Linked DNA regions of Mus musculus: region 1 is linked to region 2. The links are chromatin contacts, called in public Hi-C maps. All regions are on one chromosome and are shown on one strand. The core of a region is the stretch at or near the end of the contact, and the rest is flanking DNA. Distances in the headings are between cores, read along the strand shown.

Region 1 (5,811 bases), core at 2,002-4,501, 300 kb before region 2:
AGCCGTGGAAGAAATCTGGGCATAAGCTCCCCAATGGTAGTTTGTCTGATCAGCAGAATAAGCTCCCTGACCCGTTAACAAGTCAAAAGTCCAATCTCTCTGCTCTGGAGTCAAAGCAGCTGCGTTTGCTCGGGCCTGCGCCTGTGCAGCTTCGTGCCAAAGCGCTTTCCATTCCATATATTTGCCCATACTAGGGAGAGCGGCTTTTACAACCGTCTGCCAATCAGCAGGCGTTAGTGCCATACCAGCGAGCCTGTCTAACTACGCCAAGGTAAAATTAGCATTGGTTCCGTATTTACGAACCGACTCGGCAATTTCCTTAATCTGTACGTATTCTACCGGAGCGTGGACACGCCCACCCTCGGCTCCTTCAAAGACTGGAAATGCCTGTTGTATTTTCTTTTGTTCCTCTCGGGGAATGAATGAGTCTGCGCACTGCCTCTCTGCGCACTGCCTCTCTGCGCACCTCTCTGCGCACTGCCTCTCTGCGCACCTCTCTGCGCATTGCCCCTCTGCGCATTGCTGACGCACTACGCAGGGCGGGGGCTCCGCATAGGGCGGACCTTGAAACCGACTGCCGGGAGGTTGAACAGTACGCTGACTTTCGCCAGCCGCTTTTGGCTTTTTTCTTGACCAATTAGCTGGCTGGTAATGGGCTGCTTCTTCCTCCCAGTCTGTTTCCTCAGAGGAGGATTCTTCACTTGCTTCAGAGCTACTAAGAGCTGGCTTCCTGAGCTCATCTAGTGACGAGTATCTCCTAGAGACCTCCGCTAATCGATCTTTTTTCTTCTCCCTTTTTCCTCTTTTTCTTCTAATCTCTCTCCAGGTATTCCTACCTAACCTTAACTTTTCCTCGGGTTCAAGACCCTTGGAAAGGCCTGTATACTTATTTTGTGTACCATACTTCCTCTTTGTTCCTACTCTCTCTCCCCGCTTTACTTCTGATAGATTGTCCTGAATTTCCTCTAGAATTTTCAGCCCTATCTTAATCACTTGATAGCATGTGAAAAAGAACAAAAGGGCTCCTAACACCAGAAAAAATTCAAGGCCAAACATACTCACTGGTACTCTCGTTCCCCAGCTGAAAAGTTCTGAATTCATACAGTTGAATCCTTCTTAACAGTCTGCTTTACGGGAACCTTTATCACCGTCGTTCCCCAGCTGATGAGTTCTGAATTCGGCAGTTGAATCCTTCTCAACAGTCTGTGTTACGGGAACCTTTATAAACGTGATCCGCAGTTCTGGTTCTGAAATGAAGTATCCCTCCTGCGCCAGTCCGGAGTTTTTTCTCATCCCGGGTTTCGGCACCAATTGTTATTCGTCGCGTTCTCACGACCGGCCAGGAAGAACACAACAACCAGAATCTTCTACGGCAAAGCTTTATTGCTTACATCTTTTTGGGGCCAGAGTGTAAGAAGCAAGAGAGAGAGAAAAACGAAACCCCTTCTATTTAAAAGAGAACAACAATTGCCTAGGACGCATCACTCCCTGATTGGCTGCAGCCCATGGCCGAGCTGACGTTCACGGGAAAAACAGAGTACAAGTAGTCGTAAATACCCTTGGCTCATGCGCAAATTATTTGTTTACCAACTTAGAACACAGGATGTCAGCGCCATCTTGTGACGGCGAATGTGGGGGCGGCTTCCCACATAATCCCTGACAGCTTTCTGTTTTACTCTTCTGAGCTCTGTTGGCTAGGAAGTAAACAGTCAGCTCCACTCAGTAGCATGTTTCTTTTGCCAAGATTTTGCCTAGGTGAACAAGTAACCAGAGCCTGAATTCTCAGAAACCACACCTGCCTCCCCAAATGCTTTCTTTCATTGAGTTATTGGTGTCAGGCATTTTGGTTCTAACCACAGGAAAAGCTAACTAACAGAGCAAGGAATGTCTCTAGGTCCCTGTTTAGGCCATTGGTACCTTGCCTCTTAATTTGAACGTGGTAGGAGTCCCTTAGATGTTTATATGGGTTATACATGAAGCAAAGACCCATTTGTAGACAACATTGTTCAAAAGAGATGGGAACAAGAAAAGTGTTGAATGGTAGCAGCTATGTGAAAATGATGATTTAAAAAGGATCTAAATAGGTATAACTTTTAAACCAATGACTTGGGATTGGTGCAGTGATGTGAGAGGCTCAGCAAAATCAACAAAGACAAAGGGGACAGAAGTGAATTAGATCTGAACGTGGCAGCCAGTGTTTGCCTTAACCCCCTGGATGACCTGCGGACCTTGAACTGGCAGCATAAAGAGAAACTCCCATACATAGTACAAGTTTGACCCAAACCACGGGTCAAAGGAATAGGAAGAACGTCAATCTTTGGAAAATCTTGTGAGCACTATCATTGAGTTATGACTGTTTCCTCAGCAGAGTCTTCAGTGGAATAGGATATAAATTTCCCCAAGGCAAGAGGGAGTGCTTGGAAGCCAACAAAGTTTAGTGATCATCCTTACATTTTTCTCTTCTCAAGTCCTTTGTCAGCTTCAGAACTGGGAAGACGGCTATTAAATTAGAGATGAAATAGCACCAGGCTCCAGATGTGGCTGCCTCAGACTTCTGACTTTAGGCAGATGTACCCAAACCATCACATTCATCATCATTAGAGCTGAGGTGGTGGCAAAGTGTCCCATGTCACATCCCCAGCAATCCTGCTTCTTGGCTCTTGCATTTAAGGAAATTTCCCTCCTAAGTAAAGTGTCTGCTTATAGGGAAGAGAGTAATGGTGAAGGCTTTTACAAAGTCCTGTACAAGGAAGCATGATTTTCATTTTTAAATGGAGAATTGACCCAAACACTAGCTTCCTGTCACCTCTAGGAAGTCCTTTAAAAAGGGCTTGGCCTTGCCACATTTAGACATCCACCCCTAGTCTTGTAGCTACCCTGCTCTTGGGGGCCAAAATTTTGCTTGCTCAAAGACTTTCTCTTTGAAAGTAAGGTTACTTTTCTCCTATCTCACTTCATCTCCATTTGGGCCAGGCATCAGCCATCGTTGAGAACTATGCAGAGGCAGGGGGGTGGGGCTTTTTTTCTCTGTGAGGTTTTAGAGGACATTGAGGGGTTAATAACTGGAAACTCCTGATGAAGAGCTGCGTGCAGGGCAGCTGGACTAAAGTCCTGTGACCATGCAAGGGCTCCTAGGCTCAGCTACCCCAGTCCAGGCACCAGCTGGTCTCCAGGGTAACACTAAGGTCACAGATGATCACTGTCCCACCAATTTAAATCTTTAAATCATCTGTCTTCCTCAGTGCAGATTAGGCTGCAGATAACTGACGGCGTGAGAGCCCGGCAGCTGGTATGTGGAGCTGTGTAAATGAGGGTGTGCACGCACTCCCCTCCCCCTCCTGCAGCCCTTCAGCCCCCATCACTGTAACTGGTTCTGTCAGGTGTGAGTTGAGCCATTGTTAGAACTTGATTGGGAAGGAGTGAGCCGTGTCCTGTGGGTAGTTTAAGAGCCATATTTATCAGGAATGACTTTACTTAAGACCATAAACCATCCTCTGAGGCTCTTTGGCTCAAAGAGCAAATTCTTTGCTGAAGTAAATGATTGTAACTCCTTGGATTGAATGGTCCCTCTTTACGTTAGCTAAAACAAAGTGACAAGGACAACATGGAAGGTCACATGCAGGTCCCAGATGTTTTATACAAACCAAAGATGGCAGGTTACCCAGATAACATGCCTTTCCATCAGCCTGAGGACACTGGCTTATTTGTGAGGGATTTTTGGACTATCCTAGCATTTCAATAGATATTGTGCTGTCGACACAGGGGACCCATGGTTCCCTGAAGTGTTTTCTGCTCATCTTCCCCTTGCAGGTGTAGAAGAACTTCATTTTCTTCTCAGTCCTTGTACGAGGCAGGAGGAAGGGAGAGAGGATCTCAGGGAGAATCACAAACAATTTCAGTTCATTCGGAAGTTGAGACTTATTTGTCAAATGTCGTGTCTTGAATCCAGATTCTTCTAACAGATGCTTTCTATTCCCCGGCTCCTTCCATCTGTAATTCAATTTTCCTCTAAACGTGAGGCTGACATCTGTTGCAATGCAGATACATAGTCAAGGACCTGCAATTTCTCTGTCAAGTTCAGTGTCATGTTAAAGACCATGAACTTAGCAGGGAGGAGGAGCAGACGCAGCTTCCATAGGGCTGCAGGCAGGAGAAATTTAATGTCTCTCTCACCATTCTGATGTCTCAGCATCTTTTCTTGTGACACAGAGGCCCTCTTTAAAGGTTTTCAAGGGAACATAAAGTGTTTATTTAATAGTGCAATTAATTGTTTAGCTTCACTTCTGGAGTCGCCTCAAATCAGCACATGCTAAGACTTAGCGGGGAAGAAGAGATTCTGTCTTCAGATTCTCTCTGCCAGGGTGGATTAGATAAATTACCATGCGATTCTCTGAAGTATCTTTTAAAACACCAACACTGTGTGTTGCATTTAAAGATGCTGATCGACTTCACCCCTGCATTAGCATAAAAGCAAGAGCATTTGAAGCACAGATTGACTTTAATCATTTGATCACTAATTAATCCAATAAAATATTTGTTGGGTCTTCATTAACAGTATTATGTTAGGTTTTGGGATAGAAAAGGTAATATGATACAGGCAGGATTCATCTTCAGGAAATTCTTGTAATATTCTGTTTTAGGAGGGGAAAACCATGGGGCCTTATACAGGCTCCAAAAATGAAGAAAAAGTTTTATAACAAGGAAGAATGTACAAATTCTGACAGGAATGGAGACCCACTGCTGAATTTGATAGTCTCTGCTGTTTCAGGGCAAAGTGAGCACTGTTTAACGTGTGGCTGGTAGGGGGTGGGGGAGGAACACTGAAGATTCCTTCTGCCCCTTTCTGTGCTTATGGCTGTAGGTAATCAGCTGACATCTGACGAGCATGCCTGATTATCCACTTTTGTTTTCATTTGTTTCTGGTGTCAGGGGTTGAAGGAGGCATATGCAAGCTAGGTAAGTACTCTGTTACCCAGCCCTATTCCCAGCCTACCACACTGTGTCCTCAAATAGCTTTGTCCCTGGCTCTGATAGAATCATGAAATCTTTCAGACCTTAAAAAAAAGGTTTGTAAATTGGATATATTTCTAGATGATCACTTTAGTTTTACACAGTATTATCAATTATGTTATTAATGGGCTTAGACACAAATCTGGTTATGAATGCTACTCTAGCTGTGACAAGAAGCAGAGACCCGGATTGTGGACTTTGGTCACCAGGCTGTTAGAAGGTGGGTTACATGATTTGAATGTATGTCTCCTCCAAGTCTCACATTGGAAAATTAATTGCTATTTTGGCAGTATTGATAGGTGAGAGTTTTAAGAGATGCTCAGGCCATGGAGGCTGCACCCTTCTTGTGCTTTCTCTTCTCTTGCCCTTTGGCCTTGTGGTTCCTCCTGCCCCATTTTAATAGAGCAAGAAGGCTGTCACTAGATAACACTGCTTTGATGTCAAACTTCTGCTTCCAGGTGAACCAACAGATGTCTCTTTGGTCCAAATTACGCTGGTATCACATCCTCTGCCACAGTAGAACACAACAGATCAGCATGGTGGGACTAGTGCAAAGGATGGATAAAAGAGATGTTGGATTACTCACTATGATGTTTTAGGAAGAGGCTGAGCACGGTCGGTCCCTGGCTGACCTGCTCGAACTATATACCACACTGGGTCTGTATTAATTAAAAATTTTATTTTGTCTTAAAATTTTATTCTTTGATAATTTGCCAGCATATGAAAGGTGAGGAATTCATATTTTAAAAGTCCATAGTATGTTTAAAACTTGGAATGGCTAACCACGTGCCAGTGCTCTAC
Region 2 (5,931 bases), core at 545-3,044:
GCTATAAATTTCCTAACTTTTGTTTGTTTAGAATTAATTTTCACAGCATTGTCTCTCAGAATTTACAAATTGCTAGAGGGAAATGTTTAATTTGGTTTCAGCTCTGGCAACCAGTGGATCTGAGAAAGAGTCAGGAGGAATTTCATTGGCTCTAGAACCCTGGTTGTTTTGTGGAGTTCAGCAGCTCTGACAGCAGTGTGTAATACTATTGTACCTATGGGGTATGCTACTGATGTGGGGTTTTCTTTTTTAAACCTAGTAGTTAAAACACGAAGTAAGAGATTTTTACTTGTGCTGTATTCTTGCTCACTCGAGTCTTCTAGATAGAATCCACTTCTTTCCAGCTTTCTAATGCTAATGTGCTAGTGATAAAAATCAAGAAATGGTAAAAATTGTCTTGGGACTGACTTCCTAAGATGTAGGAGGTGGATTGTACACTGGTTCATTTGCTCATTCTGCCCTGAAGGATGTTCAGTGTGACTGTGTTCTCCCTCAACCCATTTTAAAATGTTGAGGCCACAGAGTCCTGGTGCTCGGAAATCGAGGGTCTCCACAGGCGTACTGGGTTTGTCAGTGCTGGCTCTTCTCAGCCAGCCACAGAGATAAAAAGGTAGCAAATCTCACTGGTTCTTTCCCATCTTTCAACTCTGACCTAATTTCAAAAGAGTGGAACTACGTCAGCATCTTTGATCCTATCTTTTGAAGAGAGAAAACCCATCAAGTTCACACCCATATCAACCTTGATGAATCTTTTTGTTGATTTTTAGGAGTTAGATGAATTCTTTTTTGATTAAAAGTCTAAGTATATGCACAGCCACAAAGTCTCTGGAAAGAATAATTTAGAAGATGTCTACAGCAAAGGAACCTGACTTCCCTATCAGTACAGTAGCTTGTCTGGTATCATGCAGAATTTCCATTCTGGGATGTGTCTGAAGATTTCAAAGCACACATGCAAAATGTGAGTTTTAGGGTCCTCCCAAAAGAAAGAAAAGGTTGCTCCCCTCTTTTTCTTTATGAGACTCTTCAGGGACCTTGGCGCTGTGGTTAATAGCACGTGGCAAAACCGCATATAATAATTGGCAGGAAGAGGTTCCCCTGGGCAGCCAAGTGCAGTTCACCTGTGTGTAATTACCTGGGTGAACATTCTTGCTTGGAACAAAAGTTCACCCCTTCCTTGCCAGGAGCATTGTCATCACTCATTACCATCATTAAGAGCAACACCAGGTCAAGGTCTGATCGAAGAGGAAGCACCACTTTGCATGTTTCAAAAAGTGGGAGGCTGGCTTTCTCCATGTTTCTGCAGCTATATGTCTTTCTTAAAATTGTCTTATCTCCATATAGGCTTAACTCTTGACCCTTTTAGGTGAGGGAAGTGGCATTATTGTGAGGAAGGAAAACTGGCAAAAGGACCACAAATGACTATGGATTGATTAGCAAATTGCGTATTGACTGCTGGCCTTTTATTTCTTTGACTTTGCATTATTCCAGAAAAATAACCATTAGCAAAGTGCAATTTCTTTTCCTTTTCTTTTTTTCTTTCTTTTTTTTTTTTAAATTGCCATCTTGAATACATAGATCCAAAGACTTTAGTGTACTTACTTGTCATGCCACAGTTATTAAGTTGTAGCAAAAATATTTCACCTATGTCTTCATCTCATTTTCAAATTGAGACCCAGAATAAAAATTAAAACTTTTTATGCCCTAGTAGGTTTTGGGGGTGGGGACACTAGGAGCCTAGGCTAGAGTCTGCACTTTGTGCTTTTAAGATCATAATCTTAAGCATCCAGACATCCTGCAGTGTATGTGCACTCAGATGCATTTAGCAGATATGTTTCATTGCCCAGGCTTGGGGAAGAGTGTCTTTCAACATTTGGCAATCAGGCCATTTTCTCAGTACCGTGTTTTGTAGACCAGCCTTCCTGTGAGAGATCGACTCCGTACTGAAATGTGAGTGAAGACTGATCTGTACAGGGTTAGGTTAGGTGAAAGACTGCTTCAAGTCTATGGACCTGGGGAAAGTCAAGACGAAATATGAGTGAGAGAAACCCTTTAGGGAGGTCTTGAGAGGAAATGGTAACAGTTTGCCCTCTGCATTAGTAGGTCTGGGATAGTTTATGATACACTAGGCATGGGTCGAACAAAAGCCATTTGGTGATTTTGGCATCATATAGCCAAGTATTTTACATTTCTCTTGAACCCAGGACAGTAACTGCTTACTGCCAGTGGGAGGGGAATTTTGATGGGCTTATCTGCTACAAGACTGGAATTTTGCTGTTCTCCTTCAACTCTGGTTTCTGGAATTTGTCATAAAAGTAGAGGGTATGGCAGTAACAGGTTTGAAGTCTTTTTAAAATACTGTTTTATCATTTTGTGTGTGTGTGTGTGTGTGTGTGTGTGTGTGTGTGTGTGTGTGTGTGTGTTAGGAATCACACTCTAAACTCAGGTCATCAGGAATGGCCGCCAGCACCTTCACCCATGGAGCCTGTTCACCAGCACATTTTCTTTCTTTTGCTAAAGCCAGGTCTTGGATTATTACCTTTAACAAGCTTGTTTCAACAAGCAAAGGGGCTGTGAAAGCATGAAGCAAGTTATTAGAGGAGCTTTTAGGGTGATAGCTTTGCAGGCAGCTTCAGATGGTATTTACTAAGAGACTAGGCAGGGAAGCCATGCGTTTCAGAGTTGGGATATCACAGTCTTCACGGAGCTCATCTGTGACTCATAAATATCCGAGAGTCATTTAGCACTTGGGAAGATTCTCAGGTTGAGACAATGGATCAAGCCTTAAGTTGTGTTGCTAGGTCAGCCAGGAGAAGCCTCACTCAGCAAAGTGAGTTAGCAGATCGGCATAATTTGTGTCATTAAACTGACACCTGCTGACCCAGACTTGGAGTTTGGTGGCTGGAGTGTCACTGGAATGGAGAGAAACATGTGAACTCTATTCATATTTATAGCCTGGAGACATTACTAGCTTGCTGATGCTTGCTCTATTTCATTTTTCCTTTCCCTGTAACTGACTATAGTATTACTATTATCACCAGGAAATTATCATTGAGAAAAATACCACTAGCTTGTTTACATACTTCATTTGAATTGCATTATTTTTACCAATATTTTATTGGTCTGAGAGCCATTGTATTTAAATGTCACATCATCTCTTTTAGTCTGTGACAGCTTTTTAGCCCCTCTTTATGGTGTATGACCTTGACATTTGTAAACGGCCAGTTGTTTTGGGTAATGGATTCTATTTGGGCTTGTCTGATGTTTTCTCATGATTAGATTGCGTTGGTGCATCTTGGGCAGGAATGCCACTTATAATGCAGTACCTCTTCGAACTTGAACCTATCACACAGAGGGTGCATGTTGTCACTGGTATATTAAGTATGATCACGTGGGTCAGGTGCTATCCACTATCTTTCCCCACTGTGACGTTGCCATTTTTGTCTTTGGATTTAACGTCTGGTTGGGTGTTTGTCTTGTTCTTACATGTCTGTCTCTTGACTTGAGCTTCCATTGATGAGTCTTAATTGTATCATTATTGCATTGCTGTTTGTCTCATGATTATTTTTTAGGTTATTATCAACCTTTTTCCACATAAATTATAATTTTATACAAGGAAAAACTGTTCTTTTCCCTGTATTTAAACATTCATTTATGGTAGCACGGGGTTTTGTTTTATTTGATGGGTTATAATTCATTATCATTAACAACATTTTCCCTCATTGTCCAGATGTGTCCACTAAGACCTCTTTAACAGCACAGAGTCTTTGCTGCACCCTCTTCCTTTCTGAGCCACCCCTTACGTTTCCTTATTTTCCGAGTCCATAGGATCTTCTAGGCTTAGCTACAGTGTTACCCCAGTCCATGGAACAAGTAGTTTTCCAGTGAATTCTGCTGCTCTTTGGTGGATAATCATATTTAGGAACCAAGGCTCCTGTGCCATTGCTAGTAGGGTATCTTTACCTTTAATTTTTTTATTAAGACAGTGAGGTGATACCTGTATGTATACCTGGACAAATTATAAACATACTTCTTTCTGTATGCACCTGTATGGGTGTGTAGAATTAATAATATTAAAACCCATGAACACTTAGTAGCACCAGTTTCAAATTAAACATTGAAGGCATTGGTTAAAGCAGTCTTACAGATACTTACAAATGATATTGCAAGTGAACTCTTGGTCTTGGATATAATTTCATCCTAACATTCTCTTTACCTGTACCATTTTAGTTTCTATATTCTTGACAGGAAATTCTTTAAACTCTTCATCCTAGTTCCTGCTGAAAGTATGCCATTTATCTAAGCTACTTATTATTTATTTTTAATGGAGATTACAGGGACTAGTTTTCTTAAGACAAAAAAAAAAAGTCCCTCATAGTAACTGTATGGGGTTTTCTGCACCTCCTGACTGACAGTCATGGAAGATACCCTACAAATTATAGCCTTTCTGAGGCAGCCCAGATTTTAGAAGCTTCGTTGTTTCCTTGTTCCTAGCGCAGAGACTCCTTGGAGGCAAAACCTGGTGTACTGAGAAAGCTATTTTTTAAATCCTTCTATAATAGTGTCTGAATGTATTTAAAATATTCCAGCTTCTCAGAATGTACAATATGAAGGGATCTGAGCCTCATACCAATCCATTTATTTCACATCTTTGAATTGAAATCTGTATAAGTAGACAGGGTATAGTAAAGCTCTATCTGCAGACAACAAGGTGTGTCACATTAATCCTTGCACAGGAAACAGAGAACTGCCCCAAGGACATCCAGTAACCCATGACTCAGCTGGCTTCTACCTGGAGCATGGCCGCCTCTCAAAACTCTGGTTCTGCTCTTTGGGCAAAAGGGCAAGAAGTGTTCTTGATTCTGATTGTGTATTCAAAGCCATGTTTTAGTAGTCATTTCTAAAACTGCCTGCCTCAGCAAGATGGGCCATACTCTGCACTGTAATGGAAACCTCCGTAAATGTAAAGGGCTTGATACCCATAAAGTCTGTCATTTGATCATGAAGAAATAAAACCAGGAAACAGAAATAGATATCTAGAAAAAGAAATCTACAAATATCTAGACATTAACATACCTTTTACTTGCTCCCAGTAATGATGGAGTCCTCTACTGAAACAGCTATAAAATAATAAGCATAACAGAAAAACAGTGAGGGTGTTGGAGAGCTAAGAGAAGCAAATAGATTTTGATGACACATACATAAGAGGAAGGGAACTAACTCTACAGTTATAGTCCAGGTTTTTGTTTTGCTTTTCTAATCTTCACTAGGGGTTGGAGGGTGGGGCAGTTGCTGGGGTAACAGACTTTTGACAAGTGGAGGAGATATAATGGCCACGGCCGTAGTGCACAGTCATCACATCCTTGATAACCATTAAGTACCTGTTGGGTGCCAGGCACTGTATGTAGTGGGAAACAGTTTAAGGGGGCAGGGTGGGCTTAATAGCTTCAAGATTAGAATTTTATATCACAGAGGTGAATCTACTAGGGTGCTGACTGAGGGTTTCCGCAGTGAAAAGAAGGTGATAAAATTCACAGCAATTAGGTGGAGAACAAAAGGTTCAGATGTGGGATTCAGAAAGGGCTCCAGCAAAGGGTATTACAAATTCTAGACCCAAGAAGGTGGCGGTATTGGGTTATTTTGTTTGTAATATAAAGTGCCTGGAAGAACCAAGCCAGGAATTTATTTAGTCGGTAACTAAAGCATCAGAACTTAGTTTTCAAATAAGCCTTTCGTGGTGAGCGCCTCCACATTAGACAGTGGAGAGTTCCTTACTCACTGAGCCCATAACAACTTACGGGTGCATTTGCTAACACCCCACTTTGTGAATTCTTGCCACTTTCAGCGTCTGACTGCTTGCTCTGCGCCTGCATTGCATGCATCTATGGTCACATCTTTATCATATAAATTCCCGAGCCTTGCTTCAGGCATAGT

The links. Hi-C and Micro-C count contacts between places; a contact is called where the count stands out from the background.
Region 1: a contact with region 2 is called in a Hi-C map of the N1E-115 cell line, with 2.5 times the contacts expected there. The contact joins two enhancer-like sites. A contact is called at or near these places in 1 of 39 promoter capture datasets (liver) and 2 of 484 Hi-C or Micro-C datasets (the N1E-115 cell line and peritoneal macrophages).

The regions. Positions count from the first base shown.
Region 1 is chr1:64,378,926-64,384,736 of GRCm38.p6, reverse strand. No RefSeq gene overlaps it. Among named protein-coding and RNA genes, the nearest start is that of Gm35803, 100 kb to the right of the region's middle. Within about 2 kb of position 3,251, at least 14 of the 459 cell types and tissues checked have an H3K27ac peak or open chromatin away from gene starts, as enhancers often do. A contact at or near this core is called in the N1E-115 cell line, where this site is marked.
Region 2 is chr1:64,080,789-64,086,719 of GRCm38.p6, reverse strand. All of the region lies in intron 1 of Klf7 (Kruppel-like factor 7 (ubiquitous)), which reads left to right. It overlaps Gm13748 (a long non-coding RNA gene), which reads right to left. Exons shown (of 3, transcript XR_003947836.1): 2 at 5,074-5,117. Among named protein-coding and RNA genes, the nearest start is that of Gm13748, 4.4 kb to the right of the region's middle. Within about 2 kb of position 1,794, at least 13 of the 459 cell types and tissues checked have an H3K27ac peak or open chromatin away from gene starts, as enhancers often do. A contact at or near this core is called in the N1E-115 cell line, where this site is marked.